2 separate regions of the Arachis hypogaea genome follow, and region 1 is linked to region 2. A link is a contact called in public Hi-C data. All regions are on one chromosome and are shown on one strand. Each heading gives the region's core, a stretch centred on a gene start, on an enhancer-like site or on the middle of the called end of the contact. The rest is flanking DNA. Distances are from core to core; before and after follow the strand shown.

What was found. Hi-C and Micro-C count contacts between places; a contact is called where the count stands out from the background.
Region 1: a contact with region 2 is called in a Hi-C map of leaf, with 5 times the contacts expected there. The contact joins the promoter of LOC140178744 here to the promoter of LOC112744178 in region 2. A contact is called at or near these places in 2 of 8 Hi-C or Micro-C datasets (both in leaf).

Annotation. Positions count from the first base shown.
Region 1 is chr14:131,009,532-131,014,926 of arahy.Tifrunner.gnm2.J5K5, reverse strand. It overlaps LOC140178744, which reads left to right and starts at 2,705. Exons shown (of 3, transcript XM_072215981.1): 1 at 2,705-3,770. The coding sequence starts at 2,705.
Region 2 is chr14:130,829,501-130,835,754 of arahy.Tifrunner.gnm2.J5K5, reverse strand. LOC112744178 (ferric reduction oxidase 2) reads left to right here and starts at 2,222. Exons shown (of 9, transcript XM_072215051.1): 1 at 2,222-2,569. The coding sequence starts at 2,339. It overlaps LOC112744182, which reads left to right. Exons shown (of 4, transcript XM_025793728.3): 4 at 1-160.

The DNA.
Region 1 (5,395 bases), core at 1,456-3,955, 180 kb before region 2:
ACTACCGTCGCCTTCAACTCGTTGCAACGTTTTCAACGCCACCGGAATCACCGCCAGACTCCGCCGGACACGCCGCCACGCGCCGCCTGAAGTTGGCTGTCCGGTTGCAGGCGTTCTCTTCCAGAAGCATCCGTCGCCGTTGGATCAGCGCTCCAGATCAACGGCTCATCAAAGCCCCACGTGGCAACCAGACGCGAGACGGCCCGTGCCCGACCCGCGATACCGACCCGACCCGACCATCCAACCCGCGCGCCACCTCGCGCCCTGTCAACTGCTGACGTGTCTTGCGTCTCCAATCCCCGTGTGCCACGTGTCATTACTTGATGATGTGGCTGCTGACGTGGAATCTGACGTGGCGCTGACGTGGCAGACAAGTGGGCCCCTCCCTAAGGTTTTTTGGTGAGCTCTTTCCGATTTTGCCATCCGTTTCCTCATTTTCTGCTCCGAAATTGCAGTTTTTCTCTCCTATCCTTGTTCTCTATGACTACTTTTATGGCAAAGTCAGATGTTTTTGCTGCCACAGACAGAAAGGGGGCCTTCTGTCGCAACTGTAACCGTTTCGGACACCCGTTCTCCAGCTGTCCCTCTGTTGAATGTCGCACATGCCACCAGAAAGGGCATATTAGCTACCATTGTTCACAGTTGTTCTGCCGTTATTGCAAGCTCTCGGGACATTTGCTTACTACCTGTCCTACTCGTCCACCACGTCCTGCGCCTGCTTCTGCTGTTGCTGCTACTACTGAACCTACCACTGTCTCTCTATCTGATATTGCATCTCTTCTACAGCGTCTTCTCTCTGTTTCTGGTAATACCCCTGCTGCTTTATCGAGCCCTCCAGGTACTTCTAAATGGTACTTTGACTCAGGTTGCTTTAACCACATGTCTCCGTTGCGTAATATTTTCTCGTCCATGTCTGCAACTACAAATGGACCTTCTGTCAATACTGCAAATGGCTCCCTCTTGCATGCAACACACAAGGGTTCTATCTCTCAGTCATCTCTTAATCTTCCTGATACTTACTACATTCCCAAATTAAACTTCAATCTTATTTCTGTTGGTCAACTTGTTGATCTGGGTTTTGACGTCACCTTTTCTGTTTCTGGTTGTCGTGTACAGGATCCTCGGACGGGACAGATCATCAGGACTGGACGTAAGGTCTGAAGGTTGTTTGAACTCGAAAGTCTTCATATTCCTCCTGTACCAAATCTCTGTGCTGCTTCTTCTCCCTCTACCCTTCACTTATGGCATCAACGTCTTGCCCACACCTCCTTAGAAAAACTGCGTCCTCTTGTATCTCAGGGTGTTTTAGGTCAGGTTCCGAATGAATCTTTTGACTGCATTTCTTGCCAAACTGCCAAACAACCTGCTTTATCTTTTCACAATAATTCATCTCTTGCTTGCTCTCCTTTTGATCTCATTCACTCTGATGTTTGGGGCCCCGCTCCCACTGCCTCTATGGGCGGAGCTCGATACTTTGTCGTTTTCATTGATGATTATTCCCGTTTTACTTGGGTTTATTTGATGACTAATCACCATGAGTTACCTCAGATCTATATCAACTTTGCTACTATGATTAAAACTCAGTTTTCCAAGGCCATTAAGGTTTTCCGACGTGATAATGCTATGGAATACCGTGATTCCAAACTCTTAGCCTTTCTTGCAGAACAGGGTACTCTGTCTGAGTTTTCTTGTCCTGGTACGTCTCAACAAAATGGTAGAGCTGAACGCAAACACCGTCACATTCTTGACTCCGTCCGTGCAATGCTCCTTTCCTCTTCGTGTCCTGAGCGTACTTGGGGTGAAGCTGTTCTTACTGCTGTTCATGTTATCAATAGACTCCCTTCTTCTGTTCTTGGTAATGTTACTCCCTTTGAGCGTCTTTATCATACCCCCCCCAGATTACAGTTCTCTTTGAGTTTTCGGTTGTGTATGTTTTGTTCTTCTTCAGCCTCATGAACATAGTAAACTTGAACCTCGGGCTCGTATATGTTGTTTTCTTGGTTATGGCACTGAACACAAGGGTTATCGTTGTTAGGATCCCCTTTCTAAACGTATTCGTATATCTCGTCATGTTGTCTTTTGGGAGCACCACATGTTTTCTCGGTTCTCATCCTTTGAGTCGATTCCCACTACTCAGTCACCTTTGTTTACTAACCCCAATGTTGATCTTTTTCCTAGTGATGATTCTACAGGTTCTACCTCGAGTGACCCTCCACAGCCTCCTGTTCCTCCGCCTTCTCCATCTCCCGATGATTCCAGACCGGACGATGATCCTGCTCCTACCGTCATGCCTCCTCCCCCCGCTCGTTCTTCTAGGGTAAGGAATCCACCTCCTCATCTTCTTGATTACCATTGCTTTTCTACTATTCTTCATCAACATGAACCTAAGACATTCAGAGAAGCCTCCTCAAACCCAAATTGGCAACAAGCAATGCAAGAAGAATTACAGGCACTTGAAAAAGCACACACTTGGGATCTGGTTGATCCTCCTTCTGATCAGGAAGTTGTGGGCAGTAGATGGGTATACAAGATCAAGACTTGCTCAGATGGCTCTATTGACCGTTATAAGGCCCGCTTGGTTGCTCAAGGTTGTACGCAAGAGTATGGTATTGATTATGAAGAGACTTTTGCCCCTGTCGCTCGCCTTACGTCTGTTCGAGCTCTTCTTGCCATTGCCGCGGTTAAAAAATGGTCTCTCAGTCAGATGGATGTGAAGAATGCATTTCTTAATGGGGATCTGAAAAAGACAGTCTATATGAAACCACCTCCGGGATATCCTTGTCCTTCTGATAAGGTTTGTCTCCTTCGCAAGGCACTTTATGGACTTAAACAAGCTCCTCGTGAATGGTTTGACAAGTTTAGCACTACCATATGCAGTCTTGGTTTTACTTCTAGCCCTCATGAGAATGCGCTCTTCATTCGTAAGAGCGAACGTGGAGTTGTTCTTCTACTTTTGTATGTTGATGACATGATAATCACTGGGGATGATGTTGATGGTATCTCTGCCCTCAAGGCCTCACTTCACCGTACCTTTGAAATGAAAGATCTTGGTTCTCTCAGCTATTTTCTTGGTCTCGAGGTCATCTCCACCGATGATGGCATCTATCTCTCTCAGGCTAAGTATGCTTCAGATCTTCTTGCTCGTGCTGGGATTACAGATAGTCGCACTGAGTCTACTCCTCTTGAGCCTAATGTTCGATTTACCCCTATAGATGGCACTGTTTTGGATAATCCGACTCTCTATCGACAGTTAGTAGGCGGTCTGGTCTACTTGACTGTCACCCGACCAGACATCGCCTATCCGGTTCATGTACTTAGCCCGTTCTTGTCAGCTCCTCGTACTACTCACTATGCGGCAGTTCTACGCATTCTTCGCTACATCAAGGGCACTCTCTTTCATGGTCTTTATTTTTCTGCCCATTCCTCTTTGTCTCTTCAGGCCTACTCCGATGCTGATTGGGCTGGTGATCCCACTGATCGTCGTTCTACTACTGGTTACTGTTTGTTTCTTGGCGACGCTCTCATTTCTTGGCGTGCTAAGAAGCAAACGTTCACTGCTCGCTCAAGCACAGAAGCTGAGTACCGTGCACTCGCTGACACCACTGCTGAAGTTGTCTCGGTTCGTTGGCTTCTCGAAGATTTGGGTGCTCCTCAGTCATCCCCTACTGATGTTTTTTGTGATAACCGCAGTGCTATTCAGATCGCCCATAATGATGTCTTTCATGAACGCACCAAACACATTGAGCTTGATTGTCACTTTGTTCGGCAACGTATCCTTATTGATGCTATTCGTCTCATTGCTGTTGGAACACTAGATCAGACTGCTGATATCTTCACGAAAGTTCATCACCCGACTCGTTTCCGGACTTTGTTATCCAAACTCAAGTTGGTATCCTTAGCTCCCACTTGAGTTTGAGGGGGGATGTTAGAGAATCATTAGCATCAATTAGGATCAATTAGTATCGACTACATTTATGTAGTATATCTGTATATTAATTATAGGATTCTATGCCTTTATTACTCTGATTCATTTAGCACCTATAAATACCTCTTGTATATTGTACTTTTGATAGACAACTCAATAAGACACCTTTCAGATTACTCTCTCAGTCTCTTGTTTCTAACAAGGTGTATGATTATTATTTATGATTTAAATTTTCAAATCACCATCAACTTCATTATATAAATATGCATGCATCTTTAGGAAGAAGGAAACCTAAGAATTTTCAATTATGTATTAAATTATTTTTTCAGATATCAAATGGCATTCTACTTTTTAAAAAGTCAAACTAACAAATATGAGAAAAATTAAGGATAATAGTAAAGTGAGGATTATTTTTATTTAATAAAAAAACATCAAAAATATTTATTATGCGTAATATACATATATTTTTAAAAAAATTAATGAAAACCTTTATTCTTTATCTAATTTTTCTTATAATTAAAGAAATTTCCAAAAATTAAAGCTGAGAAAGAGAGTAGATAATATAGGCGAAGGGGAAAAAAAGACAGATACAAAAATAGAAGTCAATTTAGAAGATGTTTGCATGCATATGGTTGACTTTAATTTAATTTAATTAATTACTGTAGTTGGCGGAACTTTCAAACATATAATGAGTTTCTGTGCCAAATCGTTACCAACTTCGGGTGTCATTATCATCAACATTATTTAATTGTGTTACATGTATAAATTAATTTCAACCTATGTTGGAATAAATATATTAATTAATGGTTCTCTAGTCCATTTAATATCTAGAAAATCACTCTCTCAGAAACCAAATTGAAATTTCCATATAAACCTCGCTAGCTCTTTAACCTCTTCTTAATTAAGCAAAAGAATATAATGCAAAGTAAAGGCAATTAAAAGGAGTAGTACATACGTAAGAGATAAACAACAAAATATATTATTTATTTTCCTATTTATGTTTATGAAACAATAATGTTATCTAGTTACTTTCATATAAGTCAAATTTGGCGTCCACTGCTTGATTCAAACTAAAAAGTCTACTAGCTACCACTATTAAGGAGATAAAAGAAAAAGGAGAAAAAAAAGTCAATAACCACAAATTATATTTAGTAATAACTTATATTATGTCACTCTCAATAGCTTGGGAAGAAAAACAAATGAAGCATGACCAAATATATATCTTGGAAGGAATGAAAGAATTTCGTACTATATTTGGTTGGAGGCTGAATTATATATATTGCACGCTTTATGAGTCATGACCTATTTATAGGGTTGTCAAACGGGTTAGTCCGGCTTATTTAGGTTCGGTTCGTTAAATTTGTAGGTTAAATGGGTTAGACCGTTTAAATTTATTTTATTTATGAGCCATAATTTTTCAGTTCGGACCGTTTATGGTCAGTTCGTGAGTTAAATGGGCCAGTCTGTTTA
Region 2 (6,254 bases), core at 973-3,472:
AAATAGTTATATTCATGTCTCAATCATGTACTCACTTTACTTCATTTCATACATCATCATGTTCAAATGTTATTTGGAAAATTTGGTAGCATTGTGTTAGCATTGTATACCACAGTAAAGAATATTTAATAAAAAAAAGTAATTTTTATGATTAAAATAAGTATTATTGTTCTTTATTTATATTTTAGAAACAATTTTCTTTTATCAACGTTCTTACATATATATTAAAATTCAGCCATGTTACGTGTATATTAAAATCAGCAACTAAAATTAGTCATTAGTATAAAATACATATTAAAATACAAAATATATATTAAAAATGACTTAAAAATACGTATATTTATACATAAATACATAATGATTGATTTTTGCGATTAATTTTAGTATACAAATAAAATTTTTATTAAAATTAGCCACTAAAATTAGTTACTAATATAAAATATATATTAAAATACAAAATATACATTAAAATAAACTAATAAATAATACAACTAATTTTAATGTATAAATACTTTTTTTTATATAAATCATTCAAATTATATAGAATTTGTATTCATATTTTTAAATTTGTCTAGAGGTATTCTTACAATTTTATTAATTAAAAAAATTTTATTCCACAAACTAATCTTGGCCCCTAAATTTAAATAAAGGAGAGAGAAATAGAAAAAAAAAGGCAAACAATTTTGTTAAGTAACTGACCAACTAGGTATGAGCCAATTTTATTAATTATAATATACTTTTCAATTAAAAAGTCTAATAATACAAAAAAAAAAAATCAACAACTTTATCTATCTAACTCTATTTTTACTTTTTACTATTATTCTAAGTAAATTTGAATAAAAAATAACTACATCACCCATCCCTTCTTATTTCATTATTATTCACGACATTCACTCTCTCCTTCTTCTTTCGCTTCAGTCACGCTGTTGCGCTACTCCAACCGATGTCGATCACTCTTCATTGCAGGTTTTAAAAATTTCAAAACCTAATAAGATGAAACCATTAAAAAATATTGAAAAAAGAACATTTGAAAATTAAGTAAAAAATTTTTAAAAACTATTAAAAAAATCGTCAAAAATAAAAAATGAAGAAATATCTAAAACACATAAAAAAAATTATCTGAACCTAAAAAAAGAAATATTCAAAACTAGTAAAAAGAATCATCAAAAAAAAAAAAAAGAAAAAAGAGCAACTCCACGATAATGATAACGAAGCAGAAGGAGTTTCATGGGGAGGGACGGCGATCACGTCAAGGATACGTTGCACGGAGAGCTGCACATTGCGATGATGAGGAATCGACGTAGGGAGGGAGGCGATGCAATTTGAGCACACTCTGGCGCGATCTCAGACAACGAAGACTAGGGGTGTTTACGGGTCGGGTGAAACCGGATTTATCCTGATCCATACTTGACTCTAAATATATATCGGATCTATTTTTTAAACCCTAATCTGACTCTAAATCCGATGAAACTTAAACATTTTCGGACCACAACTATACTGGATTCAAATCGGGTGAAAACTGGATCTTTAAAGCTTTAACAATAATTTATAAAGAAACTTATTTATAATATACTTATTTATAAAGAAAAAATTTGTTACCGAAAAGTTGATATCCATATTTAATATTGAATTTGCTCATAAATTCTAAGTTGATGCTTCTTTGATCTATTTTTTAATTCAACAAATATAATTAAAAATAAAATAATAAACTTATAATTAATATAACATAATATTAAAATTAATTTAAAAAATATATATCTTTTTTAATTTTCTTAGAATACACCTGAATTAAATAAAGTGAGATTCGTCTTGATTTAAATCTGACCCAAAATAATAACTGAGTTTATTTTTAAGATCCTTATCCGATCATAGATTCAGTACCATCAAATTAATTCCTAAAATATTTGAAGTTGAATCGAGACAAATCCCAAAGATTCCCGCCAAGCGGAGCTCGATTTCAAGGATCCGAGCGCACCACTTACGACCATGAGAATTCCATGTAGGTCAGCGCACAGTTTTGGCGCAGAAGGCACAACGGCAGTGCGACAGACCAACGGCAACGAGAGAGCGCTACGCATTCACGAAGCCGTTATACCATGATACCTACGTTGAAGCTAGTCTTAATTTTCTGAAACTAATCCTAATTATTTATAATCTTATTTTCTAAAAGTTCAAAATTCGTTGGGAAACACTTTTGAGTTTAAGTGGATCCGAGCTGGCAGTTGGTAGTGTGCCACCCAAGCTGTGAACACCGTGTGGGCCCATCTCTACTCGCTCTTCCTCCCACAAAACCACTCTCTTCTTCCTTCTTTCTTCTTCACCTTCTCAAGTCTCAACCATGTTCTTCTTCTTATTCCTTCTCTTTTCCTTCTCCACCCTTTCCCTCTCCCACCCCTTTTCCCCTCTTGACAACTACCTCCTCGATTGTGGTTCCACTGCCCCACTCACCACCGCTGCCACTTCTTCCCTCTCCGCCGACCACCGCCTCTTCTCCGGCGACCTCGCCCGAACACCCAACTCTCCCTTCCACTCCCCTTCACTCCGTGCGTCCGTTTCACTCCGAAACGACAACCCCTTCCCTGGCCTTTCCCCAATCTACCACACCGCTAGGGTTTTCACTAGTCCAGCTAGCTACACTTTCTCCCTCAAAGACAAAGGACCTCACATCGTTCGTTTCCACTTCCACGCCTTCAAATCACCCCAACTCGATCTGGGTCGAGCTCAATTTCGAGTCTTGGTCGATGACTACGTCGTATTGACCAACTTCACCCGTTTGAATTGTACAGGGCAAAACCCTAAGGTTTTGGAATTTCTTGTCCCCGTCGAAGATGAGAAGATCGTGATAGTTTTTGTGCCTAATAGAGACTCTAAATTGGCGTTTGTGAACGCAATTGAGGTGATTTCTGCACCCAACGACCTTGTCCCTGAAACAGCACAGTTTATCGGTAGTTCAGGGAATTTGGTGAATTTTGACGGGTTGAACAAACAAGCCCTTGAAGTTGTGCATAGGGTCAATGTTGGGGGTCCCAAAGTTACACCTTTTAATGATTCATTGTGGAGAACTTGGGTTCCTGATGATGGGTTATTGAGATCAAGCTTTGGGTCTGAAAGGCTTGTTTTTGGCGGGAGGATCAAGTATCATGATGGAGGTGCTAGCCGTGAGGTTGCACCTGATAATGTGTACAATAGTGCTAGGTTGATCAGAAGTGAGAATGATTCTGTTACCAATGTGAACATTACTTGGGCGTTTCCAATTCTTGGAGGGTATAAGTACTTGATTCGGTTGCATTTCTGTGATATTGCTAGCATTTCACTTAATATGCTCTATTTCAATGTTTTTGTCAATGGTTATTTGGCTTATGAAGATTTGGATCTGTCTTACATTACAAGATCATTGGCTTCACCGTTTTATGCTGATTTTGTGGTTGATTATGGAGATGGCAATGTAGGTGGGGATTTGAGTGTTGGTATAGGTCCCTCAAAGAATAGCATTACCCATGCTGTTGATGGTATCTTGAATGGTGTTGAGGTTATGAAGATTAATAACTCTCATAGTAGTTTTGATGGAGAGGATTGTTCTACTATTGTTCTGAAAAGCTGGTCAAAGGGAAATTATTCAGGTTTGTTGCTTACTTTGGCAGCTGCTGTGTGCATTGTTTTGAGCCTATCAATGGTGATAAGAAGGAAGATGATTGAGTCAAGGGAATCTTTATCATGGTCAAGGTTGCCTGTGAATTCATCAGATGGTGATGATCATGTCAAGGTTGGCAATATTTAAAGAAAAGTTTGTGATATTTATGTAGATATCAAGTAAATAAGTTGTGTGTAAATTTATGTGGATACCATAAGAGAAGAAATATTGAATTTTAGAGTTTGAAAGTGACCAACATAAACTTGCGGATGAATAATTCTGTGGAAGAGAATCCTATTAAGGAGTGTTTGTTTTGTTGTATTAAAGTCTCTACTTGTTTATATCACCATACCTTCTGACTATTTATTTAATATCATTATTAATTTTGTTCTGTATTGTATTCTTGTATCAAAATCACTTTACTTGTTTACATCATAACTTTTAAAACATCATCGGGTAATTTAGACCCTCAAACCTCATAGAAAAATTGACAGAGACCACTTTATGATGCATTGAAAAGATGTATGGCTGAGTTTTATATTCCTTTTATTTCCCCCTTAAAAAATAAAAATGACTGTCATTACCATATTTTTAAATGAAATGAGTAATGCTACGTAGTCAAGTTTTTTTATAAATCAAGTTTAATCAAAATTAAATAATGAGATTTAAAATAATGCTATTCATAATTAATTTTTGTTGATATTAGATTAATTTAATTAGACTTAATTAACAAAAATACTTAGATGTGTAACATTATTCTTTTTAAATTTGCTATCATGAATATTTCATTATCTACGAAAGATTGAGATGTGAATTCGTCGTATTTGTAAGAGCCTCTTCCTATTTTTATTTTAGCGTTTGAGACATCTCTGTAGATGATTCTGTTTGAGGGAGGGTGATCATAGATTGGATTTGATTTCTTTTGTACACTAATAGAATTAGATGGTGGATTTCATGTGGATATCTATAATTCTGTAAAAATAAATAAATAAATAAATAAATAAATAAATATTTTTATATTTTATTTTAATTAATAATTATTATATATATTATATTATTTTATTTTTATTATTTAAAAAAAGTATATTTAACAATATGTTAAGAGTGAACATATTTAAAAGAGTGGAAAAAAGAATTTTATTGATATTTTTTAATAAAAATAAATTTTTTAAAATATTTTTATGTTTTGTGGATATATCTGAGATCCGATCCAATCCATAAATGTGAGGATCGGATTTAAATTTAAAAATCGCGGATATTATATCCAATTTGATTCAATGATTTTAGTGTGGATCGGATCGAGATTTTGGGTGTATTCGATCCGATCTGCATTTATGCTAGTCTAAGTAATATATTTTATTTTTTAGATAACTATATTGTTTGTACACCAAAATTAGTCACTCGTATAAAATGCATAGTGAAATATAAATATATATTAAAAATAAATTAAATTACACATATATTTATATACAAATACATTAGTGACTAATTTTAGTGGTTAATTTTAATGTATAAATAATATTTTTGTTAAAAAAATTTACCATAATATTTACATATAATTTATGCCGTATGCATAATTAATGTTCAAACATTAGAGCAACAAAAAAAAAAAATTCGACGTTTACAGTGAAAGGTTTATATATATATATATATATTATTGATATTGATATATCCATGTAAAAAAATCGAGATAATAATAAAAGAATCTTCTTTCACTAAAAAAAAAAAAATTAAGTGGAAAAAGCTTAAGCATCAATTATTTGATATTTCTTTTATATTTAAAAAATATCAATATACAATTCAATAATTAATTAAAAAAATTATTATATACGAATGATTTATGATAAATAAAAATACAATTATTATTAATTAATTTTGTATTTAAATTATTTTTTAATCAAGATATATGATAATTAACCATTACCCCTAAGAAGAAATTTTACTTTTTAATGTTTAAACAAAATCACGAAATAGCAACTTCTAGTAGGAAGTTTATCACAAAAAGTCAATCCTGCAAACGAGAGTGAATAGAATAGAATATTAATGCACCCCCACAATTTGAGTGCACTCTAATAATGCACCTTCGCTCTGACCCACTTCCCTTTCTCCTCCTTTTCTCCCATGGTTCCGGACTTTCAATTCATCACATTTTCTGTCCCTGCAACTTGAACAACACACGCCCCTTCCACATTCAAATTCGTAGTTAGATCCATCTCTATTTTTCTTCAATCTAGAGAAAATCAGATCGAAACCCTCCATTTCTGTTGGTCTCACAACCTTCTTCTAATACACCATACCAAGCAGGATTCAAGATTGGCGATTGCCGATAACCCTAGAACAAGCTGAAGCTGGAGAATTGAATCAATAAAGATGAATACGAACAGTAAGTGATTCCTCCTGATCTCAAAACAAGTTGTTTAGTTTTGAAATTAGTTCGAATTTACCACAGAAAATCTGATGAGGTATTTGGTGGACTTATTAGAATGCATCCTAATGATTGGGAACATGCATGGTCTCTCATTTCTTTTATGTTAGATTACCTGCTGCTGACTGTACTAGACTAGTACTAGCCAGTGCCGTAAAAATAATGAAAATTTGCTTTTTGTTCTAAATTAATTGTTTT